3 separate regions of the Cricetulus griseus genome follow, and all the other regions are linked to region 3. A link is a contact called in public Hi-C data. All regions are on one chromosome and are shown on one strand. The core of a region is the stretch at or near the end of the contact, and the rest is flanking DNA. Distances in the headings are between cores, read along the strand shown. Region 1 overlaps Peak1 (inactive tyrosine-protein kinase PEAK1). Region 2 overlaps Peak1 (inactive tyrosine-protein kinase PEAK1). Region 3 has its middle 73 kb from the start of Lingo1.

Region 1 (4,167 bases), core at 1,322-3,821, 340 kb after region 3:
TTGTCCCACAAGGCTCATTGTGAGCAACTTCTCTCAGGCCAAGCAGAAGAGCCATCTGGTGGATCCCCAGATCCTCCGAGACCAGTCCCGCCTTGCCCCAGAGATTATCACAGCCACCCAGTATAAAAAGTGTGATGAATTCCAGACAGGCATCCTCATCTATGAGATGCTACACCTGCCCAACCCTTTTGATGAGAACCCAGAGCTGAAGGAGAAGGAGTACACACGCACAGATCTGCCTCGAATCCCTCTCCGCTCCCCATACTCTTGGGGCCTGCAGCAGCTTGCTAGCTGTCTCCTAAATCCCAACCCTTCTGAACGCATCCTCATTTCTGACGCCAAAGGCATCCTCCAGTGTCTGCTCTGGGGCCCCCGGGAAGATCTCTTCCAAACCTTCACCACCTCTACAACCCTAGTACAGAAGAACGCCTTGCTCCAAAACTGGTTGGACATCAAGCGCACACTGCTGATGATCAAGTTTGCTGAGAAGTCCCTGGACAGAGAGGGGGGAATCAGCCTCGAGGATTGGCTTTGTGCTCAATATCTGGCTTTTGCCACTACAGACTCCCTGAGTTATATTGTAAAAATCCTGCAACACCGTTAATGTGGCCTGGACATTGTTCTTCTTATTAAATATTTCCACCTTCTTCATGTCGCCCTCATGTCCCTGTCCTAGTGCTCTCACTCAGAATTCAAGGAAAGGAGAGACGCTAATTTGCCGTCCTCGTCCGCGAGCAGAGGGAGCCATTCAGCAAGGTCATCCACAGCTTTGCACAGTGAGAAGCCGAATGTCTCCTTACTGTACAGAAATTCAACTGCACAACCGTGCAATCACCTTCCCTTGGAACATTTGTCATCTGAATAGCCCCACAAATACGGGGTCAAAAATGAAATGCACATTCATGAAGGACCAGCTCCAGTGGAGTGAACTTAGTAAGCAGTGTCCACCTCTTCCATAACTCTGACGCTTGCCTCTCCTAACTAGCTAGCAGTGCATGTCACCAATATCAGCTGTCATCCAGTAATGCTCACACAGCAGCTTCCTCTTCCTTAGAGTATCAATAACTGCCTCTTTCCCAGGAGGACATGCCATTTTGCTTAGTTTTAGTTACTGGCAACAGACAAGCCTTTGTTCTGGTATAAGGTGAAGGGGGAGGAGAGATTCCTGTCTGTTGGATCATGGGTCGTCCATTTCCATTTTTTGTTCTCAGTAAAGGTACCCTGCACAGAGAGCAGCCTGACAGCCGTAACCCCACTGCCACTGCTTGGCTGTCCTTTACCTTTACTCTGTCCCAGCCTGCTGAAGTCTGTGGCCCATTCCAGAGCTGACCAAAGGTGGTGTCACCAGTGCCTCAGCAGGATGGAATGCAGTTCAGATTTTATGAATAGTTGGCAGGACATGAGGAAATAATGTCCTTGTGTGTGCAATCCTCCAGGGGCCCTCAGGGAACAGACTTTAAAGTACTGTTCTTGACCACTGTCAGACCGATCAGCAGGGCAGCCGGGCTGGTGGTGCCTGAGTCAGTTTCCCCCACAAGCAGTAACTGGCCACCTCCCTTCCATCAGTAGCCAGTATTAACTACCCTGCCAAATGCTGTAGACAACATCTCTGAATTGAAATGGCTGTCCACTTAGCATTAACATCGCCTCAGAAAGCACCTCAAAGCTGGCTAGTTGAATGGCCAGAAGACAAGGGAGGAGGGGAAGGCCACTAAGATGGCTGACCTGCTCCTAAGGATGCCAGTCTCTTTCAGAAAGACTGCCTCCCAGAGTGAGTGCTCCTAAGACTTTGCAGTGGCCCTGGAGCTCAGCTCACAGGAAGGCTGATGGCTGCAGTGGATGGCTGAGAGCTGTTCCCGTGGGACCTGTGCTCTCCCATAATTATGTGCAATTTTTGTATGTATTTTTAATCTGTATATTACAGTGTTTATGTTGCAACTTTACCTGAGTGAGAACTACAGAAACCTTACTTCCCGTGGCACATACTTGCGCTAAGAAGCAAGTGTTCTTTCCACCTGTGTGTGTTTGTATGCTCATGCACTTGTTTTATTCAAAACTGTGAGTATCTGTTTACTTCAACCTTGAAATCCCAAGAGTCACTTGAATGGTGAGCGTATACACATGTGTGCCTGTGTGCACGCACATGCTGGAGATAGGGGCCAGGCCTCCAGGGAAGCAACCTGTGGCAGGGTTGACAGACATGTTCTCTATACCCTGCCAGTGCAGAACCCCGGGGAGCCCCTAATCCACCAGCGCAGGGTTGTCTTAAAGCCAAGACTGATTGTGCAGTATTACTTGGGTGGCACCTTAGTGGCCTTGGAAATTTCTAGACTTAACATTTTTAACAGCCTTTCATGTGATTCACCCTTATCAAAGAGGATCGAAAAAGGTGAATGTATTTTATTATGCATTTTTAAAGAGAATAATACGTGTGAGGCTGCATATGGAGAATGGCCTTGTGTTCCTGGCTAGGACTCCGAACTCCCAGGAAAGAGGGCTAGTTGGCTCACAGAGAGTCTTGTCTCTTCTAGATAGCATGACCATGGAGTTGGGCAGCCATGAGTCATGGCTGCATCACGCCTGGCAGGCTGGGGTTTGATTCCTCTTACGTAGCCCATGTGCACATAACTCCCTGCCTAATTATGCACTGAACTGGCAGCATAAAGACCATGGACCACATCAGCTGGCACAGCCCTTCACTTCCCACAATGTTTGCAAATGGAGACATACCTTCTCAATGTCGCTCTCATGGTGCCTTCCCGTGTAAATCTGAATGTTGACTATTTGATGAGGTTACATATTTAATGCAGAGTATTCCCTAGTCCCCTCTGTTTGTTCTGTCAGTAGTGGTTTCTTTCCTTTTGTTTTTCTTTTTTTTTTTTTTTCTTTTTTTTCCGTTACCTTGGATCCAGCCTTCTTTCACGATGCGGGAGAACACACACGCACACTTCCACTACCACTGTCTGACCACACTGCTAAACTGAGCGCTCTTCCTTCCATGTGTCTCTTACTGTCCACACTAGTGAAGGGCAAAAATGAAAGCCAGCTAACAAGAGAAGAGCCTCGGGCTTCCCGGAGACGGTGGCTGTGTGACTTGTCTCTGGGGGATGGCTGCAGAATGTGAGGGGGAGGGAAGAGCGTGTCCTAGGTTTGGTCAGCACAGAGACGAGAACTGTATTTCTAGGCAGGAAGGGGGTGGTCCTCTGAGAATGTCTCAAAATAATGAAATCCAGTCAATATAACTTTACCACAGATACTTTATATTCCGATTTTAATCCATTCATTGACTAGAAGGAAACCCTACCCTCTGCAGCCACACACACACACACACACACACACACACACACACACACACACACACACCTTTTATATATACATATATTATGAATTCTGGAGTGTCACTAGCGTAGTGCTTGAAGTTTTCACAAGTAACAGCTGCATTGACCAGATTTTTTTTTTCTGTTCTATTAAAGTCTATGCCATAGATTCTTCCATTATGTTAAGAGTTTGAACAACTGAGCCCCTATTGGAGCTTTTCCTTTAGCCACATGAGCAATCTCAGCACATGTGGGTGCTAGAGAAACAGAGCTGTGGCTATAGCAGGCCAGAGTAAATGTCTCTCAGAGTGCCTTGTTAGCATAGTCATCTAGCCATGGGAAGAAGAATTATTTCCTGGAAAGGCCTAGGCTACCAGCAGCCTCCTGTGCCACAGAGGAGAGCCCTTTGGGGATGTGTACACCCACAGAGTGTGCAAAAGTTCACCATAAGAGACAGCAGTTAAATGAGCAAACGAGCAACAAAACCTGTGGGAAAACAGCATGCGATTCATGAAAACCACCAACCCCAAAGCAGAGTTAGATTGGAAGGCAAAGCGATGGCAGTGGGTTTCAGGATTTGTTCTCAAGAGATGGTCTGGATGCGTCATTGGGGAACGTGCACTCGTACTCCCAAACTGCTAGTGCTGAGGGCCGAGAAGTACACCACTCAAGAGCTAGTCAGAGCAGCCTCCCATTGTAAGAAGTGCCAGTTCTGCCTCTGAGCTCAGGGTGTATTCATGAACATGGAAATCTAAACCTCCAGGAAGATCGATCTGTCTAAGAGTAAAAACTCCTGCTATCGCAAAGTTCCATGAAAGATCTTGAAGCCCAAGTAGTAGTAGGTCATGGA
Region 2 (3,964 bases), core at 151-2,650, 270 kb after region 3:
GCCTGTGTCTGCCCACCCCCCTGTCTTCTTAAACATCATGATCTCTGGGTCCAAGAACACATTCTTTTATGTATTTATTTATTTATTGCAGATTTTTTTTATTTGAATTAGAAACAAGATTGTTTTACATGACAATCCCAGTTCCCTCTCCCCTCCTCCCCTACCACCACCCAACTAAAACCCTACCTATCACATATCCTTTCTGCTCCCCCTGGATGGTGAGGCCTTCCATAGGGTGTTGTCAGAGTCTATTGTATCCTTTAGGGCCTAGGCCCACCCTGTGTGTCTTGGTTCAGTTAGTATTCCTCTATGTGGAATGGGCTCCCAGAGTCCACACCTATGCTACGGATAAGTACTGAACTACTACAGGAGGTCCCATAGATTTCTGAGGTTTCCTCACTGAAACCCATGTTCCTGGGGTCTGGATCAGTCCCGTGCTGGTATCCCAGCTATCAGTCTGGGGAATAAGATTTCCCCAATGTTCAGGTCAGCTGTTTCTGTGGGTTTCACCAGCCTGCTCTGGACCCCTTTTCTCTTCACTCATCCTTCTCTGCAACTGGATTCCAGTTCAGTTCAATGTTTAGCTGTGGGTGTCTGCTTCTACTTCCACCAGCTGCTGGATGAAGACTATAGGATGACATATAAGTCAGTCATCAATCTCATTATCAGGGGAGGACATTTAAGGTAGCCTCTCCTCTGTTGCTTAGATTGTTAGCTGTTGTCATTTTTGTAGATCTCCAGACATTTCCCTAGTGCCTGATTTCTCTGTAAACCTAAAATGTCTCCCTCTGTTATGGTATCTCCATTCTTGTTATCTTCTATTCTTCCCCTGACTCAACTTTCTGCTCCATCATGTCCTCCTCCACTTCTCATTCTCCTAGTTCCCTCCCACCTCTTCCCGTGCCCCCAGTTTGCTCAGGAGATCTTGTCCCTTTCCCCTTCTCCAGGGGACCATGTATGTCTCTCTTAGGGTCTCCCTTGCTTACTAGCTTCTCTGGCAGTGCCAAGAACACATTCTTCAAAGAGGTTTTATCACTGTCACACTTTAAGGTGTCTATAGTAACCCCAGGTTTTATTATATAATTTGATAAGCTTTATTTCTTAATTCTATTGCTTCTCTATTTCCAAGCATCATTATTTTTTTTCTTTCTTTTTTCCTCCCCAAGAAGAAATGATTGGTCCTATCTCTTTCTAGGTTGGAAGTACTGCAAGGAATATATCATATTCTGAATCTTGTCTTTTCACTATTTTATTTTATCATCAGAGAAAAGTTAATTCAGTGTCCATTTTTATCTTAATATATTCATGGCCTCTTTCCAAGGAATTACAGGCACCTTGGAAGTAGCCTGACATTTAGCCAAAGGCATGAATGACTAATTCAGAGTTGCAGAAACAGGCGTTGGATCTCCAACCACAACTGTGTTAAATGTCACATTTAGTCCACACTGTTCCCCATATACATCTGATTCATCTGCTTTTTGTCAGAGTTGGTATTTATTTTTGACTTTTGTGTTGTTTCAAATCAGACAAAGCTTTAATATTAATGCAGTCTTCTGGTTAGAGCTGGCTGTGCCCTCATAGTGGGTAGTGTGCTCAGCACTCTTCACATTAAATCAGTCATGCCCGCTGTGTTCACGGGGCATCATGCTTGCTCTCTCCCTCCTTCCTTCCTTCCTCCCTTCCTTCCTTTGTAGATTTATGGAGCATTAATCAATTGTACTTATCAGAGTTATGTAATAGATTGTATATCATAGTAGTTTGGAAGTTGACTGGTCCACTTGTGTTGTCATAAGTCATTGGTTTCCCTTCACTGAGTCAGGGGTCTATTTCCCAGCAAGATTCCTTTTTGTGTTTGAACTAAGATTTATGATTGGGTTTGATATCTTGTCTTACTGTGTTTTATTTCAAAATATGAGGGTTTTTTCTTAAATATGTTTTCATTTAATTTTGTGTATGTGGGGATTTTTTTTTTTAACTTGTGGGGGGTTTTTGTTTTTGCCCGGTGCCGGCAGAGGTAAGAAGGAGTCAGATCTCCTGGGGCCGGAGTTACATATGGTGTGAGCTGATGTGTGGACACTAGGAATCAAACCAGTATCATCTCGGTGAGCAACCAGTGCTCTTAACTGCTGACCTATCTCTCCAGCCCCAGAACATGAGATTCTTACAAAAACCTGCTCATATGCTGAATACTATCCCAAAATATTTTTCATTTAAATTGCCTAATATGACCAAAACTTTTAAAGCAATAGGCCTATCAGAAATTATTAAACCATAGTAATGGAATTTTTAAAGATTATTCAATCATTGCATAGAAACCTCATCATGAAAATGTTCATGTCATTTTACTTTTAATTACATTCCAACTAATTAAATTCTTCTTGAATGTTGTATAAACTCTACTTCTTGATTTTTAAGCAAGAGCCCAAGGAAAATAGTAAAATAAAAATTGCCTTTGCCACTAGAGAGGTTTTCTGCTCTGTAACTGCAAATTTTGTTGTTTCTATTATTGGCTTGCCCTCTCCTAAGGATTCTTTGGGGTAATACTTTCATTTTAAGCAAGAACCATTGTCATAAATCATAAACAAGCACCAGTATCTCAAAATTCTGTCTTCTAGGCTCATTTTAGAAGGCAGTGTATGTTGCCTTCAACTTTGAAGAGGCATTCCTAAATCATGCATTTTATCATAATCCCTAAATTCTCCAAAGGGATCATATTTAGACTTTTTCAGTTAGTTTCTTCTTTGAGTTGATTTTTCAAGGAACAAATTTTCTCTATCATTTCCTTATTTTCTGTGGGAGATGATTAAGGTTTGTCATTGATTGCTGTGTGTCAGACAATAAACTCGCCTCAAGGTACCTTCTCCATGGTTTTGTCTGTGCCTTGCTGCCTCCTTATCTAACCTGCTGCTCAGTTTTTAGTGCTTTTAGCAAATCAGAAAATATCATCTCCTGTAAATGTAGAGAGACTTGAGCCATTTCCTATTAGAATATGTTTGAAATGATAGTGACAGAAGATAATATAAAACGGAAGAGTCATGAACTCATGGAGCTAAGAAAACACATGACTGCTGGGATTTCTTACTCTTTGAAAAGGAAATCCTACAAGTATTTTAAGACTTATATAGGTTATGCATTTCTGCCCAAAGCAAACAGTATTTGAGGACAATCCAAGCATGGCAAACTATCGTTCAGGGTTCCATTGTACTTTGCTACTCCTTTAGTTAGTGATTCTCTAGGTCCCACAACCTGGGAAATTGAGGAGGACGAGCTGAATAAAGAACACTATTTATCTGTCTTTCACCCATTATCCCATTAAAAACAACCTTGATGAGTTAGTTTGTAAGAGCTTTCTCTACAGCAGGGAAACTGTAGACCTGGGTATTTAGCTGGCTCTTACTTAAGAAGGTTGAGCATTTTATAGAGGGATAGCAGGGCTCATGGCTGCTTAACATGAAATATCAGATGATCTAGAGGGAAACACAAGTGTGATGGTATTGCTGCTGCAAATCATTGTGAAAGATACTTGCGAGCTTCACAGTAAGTATGCACCTTCCGTGGGCGCACATTTACGAAGCAGCTTCCTCAGGGTAGAGCATCAGCAACACATGTCTAATAGGTGCATTCATTTTAATATGCTCATTCATTGAATAGTCCTGATTAATTAGTACATGTCACCATCTGGTACTTAGTGAGACTATTCATTTTTTAAATGTTGAAATTGCAGGGAATGGTGCACACCAATTAAAATCCTTTTAACTGGATTGTGTTGGTATAAAGTATACGTGTAGGAGGACTTCATTGGAATTCAGCATGCATCTCAGAGTGCATGCATCAGCCTGAAGTCAATTAGGACAAAGAAAAGTCAAGAGAGGGGAAAATGAAGGAAGCACTGTCCTTTTTGTAAATGTGTCTGCTCCTGTTCTAGCCTTTTGCTTGTTTTCCCTCTCACTTCTCTTGGTTGTCC
Region 3 (4,081 bases), core at 240-2,739:
AGGACACGGCTATGAAATGTAAGTAAAACCCAAGGCTAATTTCCCCGGTCAGAGGAGGAGGCACTGCAGCGTTCTCAAACCCTAATTAAACCCGCTCGGGCGGTGGAACACCAAAATCAGTTCCAAGATCAATATTGCTATTCATTTAGAAGTGTAACAAGGTTAGAGAGGTGAGCAAAGGAAATAATTAACTCATTTGCAGCCTTTTTAAACAGAAACAGTCATTTTAATCTCCAGGGTAATTAGCTATGCTCTGTCCATCAATCATGACCACCACCATTATTTTAAGTATTTGATTAATTAAGGAGGGAGGGGACTAAGGCACCCTTCTAACCCCCAGTACTGTTTTCTGAATCTGGAAGGACCCCTGAGCAGGTATCATAGAGCACTTCACAAAGGGTCAGCAGAGATTCTGCTGAGAATGACCCGCAGAGATGGGCTACCACATGGCAAGTGTCACCAAAGTTGAGGTAGGTTGACAGGTGCAGGGACCATCCCCAGGCTTGACTCTTGCAAAAGAACAGTACCCCATCCAGAGACTGGAAGTATTGGGGCCTGGGATACCCAAGTTCTGCTCTAGTAACTGCTCCTAATTTTCTGAGTGACAGCAACATGCTCCTGCCACTCCTTATTACTTTAGATATCTGTGGATAGCCCGAAACTAAGGATTCTAAGTGCCCAGGGGCCTCCAGCCACTGGAGGGCAGCAGAGTCCCAGGGACCCCAGAGCCCAGGGCTGGCTGTCTCAGGCTGTTCCAGACCCCATAGTTTCTACTTGTCACTGTTCAAGATCCCATTGCTCAGTTCTGGGACTTGGACAGGAAGCTGAGTCAGACAGTCTTCTGACCCTGCTAACAGCCCAGAGTTGGTCACCCTTGCTATTTAATAGGAACCACAGGCCCTGGCCCAGCTCCCTCACATTCCAGATGGGAAAACAGATCCAGAGAGAGGCAGGGTGTTGTTAAGCTAGTCTTCCTGTTTAGTTTTTGTTAGCAAACACTAGACACAAAATTCCTGGCCTGAGGACCTTCCAGGTGCCCTCAGGAGAAAACTGTAAACAAGCTGTGACTCCTGAGCAGGGTGAGAAAGTTGCCAGACAGCCAGCGTGGGACAAGAAACTAGCAGAGGCACACCCCAGGCAACCTGGGCAGTCAAGGAAGGCTTCCTGGAGGAGACACCTCTCAGCTGAATCCTAGTGAGAAGCAGAGAAGAGCATTCCCCAGGGGAGGAACAGGGGGCGTAGAGGCCTAGGCAAGAGTGTGAGGAAGTTGAGGAGGGGGACACAGATACAGCTGGACACCATGGGCCATTCAGGAGACCTGAGGGTGGAGAGTGGAACAGGGCTTCAGGGTAGCTGTGTGTGTCTCAAGATAAAGTTGCTGGGCAGGAAAGCACTGGGTTGGGTGTCCACTGCCTTGCAGAGCCCTGCTATGTCTCCCTGTGCCCAGCATTGGACTTGCCCTTAGGTCAAGGTCGATGATGTCATTTTCTCCAAGAGCCTCTCCCTAATGCTATCTTCTCTGGGACTCCACTGGGATGTGTGGAGCCTCTGGGAGGGGACAGAGTGGAGAAAAAGGGAGCTATGGGGACAGAAAAGAAAATAACTATAGCTAAGAGAGACAGCCAGGCAGGTTAGGGCTGTGGGTCTTACTGCCCTGGGCCATACCACCACCATCATTGTAAAGCCTCCTCTTGCATACCTCCAGCCCTGGGAGCTCACTCTCTCAAATATCTCTCTTTACCTCTGGAATCAACTCCCTTCTCTCTGGGTGCTGATTCTGGGCCTGGGGTGTGCAGAGAGCTCCACTTGAAAGTGTAGTGCACCCCGATACCTCCAGCAGTCAGTCTCCTGCTTGCCTAGTTCCAAATCTGCTAGGCCAGTAGAGTACTGACCATGTTCATCGGTCACCTAGCAAGCCAGGGAGGTCAGAGACCTTGGCTGGATCACCCAGCTGGTACTTGATCTTTTGAGGGAGTTCTGGGTCTGGGCACTGGCTCCAAGGTTGGGGGAAGGGAGGAAGAAGAAAGCAGAAGTCCAGAGGAGAGGGGAGGAGGTTCAGTCTGGGCCTGGAACTCAGTTGCTAGGGGCAACAGCAAGCATTGCATCCTGAGGAGGAACCAGATGCTGAGGAGAGCAGCAGATCCAAGGCTTTGCAGGCTTGGGGGTGAGGAGTGAGCAAGCAGCCAAAAGCCCAGGAAGAGACTAGGACACGCATGGTGTATGTGTGTGTGGGGGGGGAGATCTTGAGTACTGTTTTGACCCAGGGCAGGTATTACCAGCAGGGAAGAGGACAGAGAGAGAGTCCCCTCCACATTTGTAAGGTCCTCACAACTGATCTTACTTTCAGGATTACAGTGTCCCTGGGTCTCTAGAATTCAAGAGGTTGTTGAGGAGCTAGGGCTGGGGAAGCTTGCTTGACCCAGCACAGGTCCACACCAGACTCCAGCCTGAGTCCCAGCATGCCAGCCCTCCTAGTTGCTCAGATCCAGGAGAGGGCAGATAGTTGAGAAAGACTTAGGGCACACACGCAGAAAGCAGTGCTCGGAAGCCTTGGCTCCTCCCAGACCTTTCTACTTCCATCTCTTGTCTACAGAATGATGCAAATAATCTTGTCCCTTATTAAAACTCATCAACACTTAAGTCATACACATGGAAGGGTCCCTCGTTAAGAGCATAAAAATTGGGGCTGCAGAGATGGCTTAGTGGTTAAGAGCACTGGCTGTTCTTCCTAGAGAACCCAGATTCAATTCCCAGCACCCACCACCAGTAGCTCACAGCTGTCTTTAACTCCAGTTCCAAGATACCTGACACCCTCATGCAGATATACAGGCAAAACACCAATGCACATAAATAAGAAAAAAATTAATTAAAAAAAAGAGAATAAAAAACAGGGAAATGATAAAAAGAAGAGATGTTATTTTGCCCTGGCGTTTGCTGCAAAGCTGGGAGAAGTAGGTACACCATTTTCCAGATCTGCAAACCAAGGCTTAGAGACAGCTGGCTAAGAGGAGGGAGCTGGAAGGCTGCACGTGCGCGCATGCATGTATACACACACACACACACACACACACACACACACACACACCACCACCACCACCACCACCACCACCACCATCATCATCATCATCATCATCACCACCACCACCAGAGCCTTTGGGTAGCTTCTCATCCCTGCCAGAGCTCCCCCAACATCCTAACATCACCCAAACCCCTACCCTCATATGCCCAGTCCCTGAGCATCAGGGCCTGCTCAGCCTGATCCACTCATCTGCCTGATCCATTGGCCAGACAAAGTCACCCCTCCCCTCTCCCAGGCTTTTGAGTCTCCACCCCACATCTGGTTAATGCTAGGACCCACCACTGCCCACAGTCTGGCCTGTTTGCTTCCTGCCTGTTTCCTAGTCACTGTACCCCAAAACATAGTGGTGTAGCCAGTGTGCCTTTCCTTGTGTTCCTGGATTCTGTAGGTCAGACATTTGAATAGGTTACAGAAGGGACAATTTGTTCTGCTGTGGGACATCTGGGGCCTCTGTGGCTGGGATCAAGATCATGCAGAAACTTGTCCATACACTCATCTGACTGGAAGCTAGGCTGGGTTTCCTCCAGAAAACCTTCCTAAGGGCTCTCTCTGCACCCAACCCAGACTTCCTCAGGGCACAGGGCTTTGTTCTAGTAAGTACAGACATGCTGAGCTCCAAGGGAAGCGTCCCAGATAAGGCAGAAGCCATAGAGCATTTATGGCCTGCCCTTAGAAATCCCATGTGACCCCTCTGCAGCCCGCCCAACAGTTTCAAGAGAGAAACAGACCCATATGTCCAGGAGAAAGGAACAAGGCCACACTTGTTGAGGAGCCTGTGGGATTGGGGACAGGAGTGGTGGTTATGGCTGTTCCCTCTTTCACTAACACATTCATTTCCTTCTTCTCCTGTCCCCTCTGTGCCCAGACATTGCCCTGTGTCCTACAGCAACCTTGCCTAGACTGACATCCATAGTTCCCACATCCCAAGGGACAGAACCAAAGGCACATTCACTATGCCCCCCCCCCAGGGAGGGGGAACTTGTCCCTCTCTTCTGTACACAT

Evidence for each region. Hi-C and Micro-C count contacts between places; a contact is called where the count stands out from the background.
Region 1: a Hi-C map of the CHO-K1 cell line shows a contact between it and region 3, with 4 times the contacts expected there. The contact joins two enhancer-like sites. A contact is called at or near these places in 4 of 8 Hi-C or Micro-C datasets (the CHK-Q cell line, the CHO-K1 cell line and liver).
Region 2: a contact with region 3 is called in a Hi-C map of fibroblasts, with 4 times the contacts expected there. The contact joins two enhancer-like sites. A contact is called at or near these places in 4 of 8 Hi-C or Micro-C datasets (the CHL-YN cell line, the CHO-K1 cell line and fibroblasts).

The regions. Positions count from the first base shown.
Region 1 is chr4:167,718,100-167,722,266 of CriGri-PICRH-1.0, reverse strand. It overlaps Peak1 (inactive tyrosine-protein kinase PEAK1), which reads left to right. Exons shown (of 7, transcript XM_027415020.2): 7 at 1-4,167. The coding sequence ends at 604. Among named protein-coding and RNA genes, the nearest start is that of Tspan3, 48 kb to the right of the region's middle. Within about 2 kb of position 2,571, at least 2 of the 6 cell types and tissues checked have open chromatin away from gene starts, as enhancers often do. A contact at or near this core is called in the CHO-K1 cell line, where this site is marked.
Region 2 is chr4:167,787,432-167,791,395 of CriGri-PICRH-1.0, reverse strand. All of the region lies in intron 3 of Peak1 (inactive tyrosine-protein kinase PEAK1), which reads left to right. Among named protein-coding and RNA genes, the nearest start is that of Tspan3, 120 kb to the right of the region's middle. Within about 2 kb of position 1,400, at least 1 of the 6 cell types and tissues checked has open chromatin away from gene starts, as enhancers often do. A contact at or near this core is called in fibroblasts, where this site is marked.
Region 3 is chr4:168,056,474-168,060,554 of CriGri-PICRH-1.0, reverse strand. No RefSeq gene overlaps it. Among named protein-coding and RNA genes, the nearest start is that of Lingo1, 73 kb to the left of the region's middle. Within about 2 kb of position 1,489, at least 6 of the 6 cell types and tissues checked have open chromatin away from gene starts, as enhancers often do. A contact at or near this core is called in the CHO-K1 cell line and fibroblasts, where this site is marked.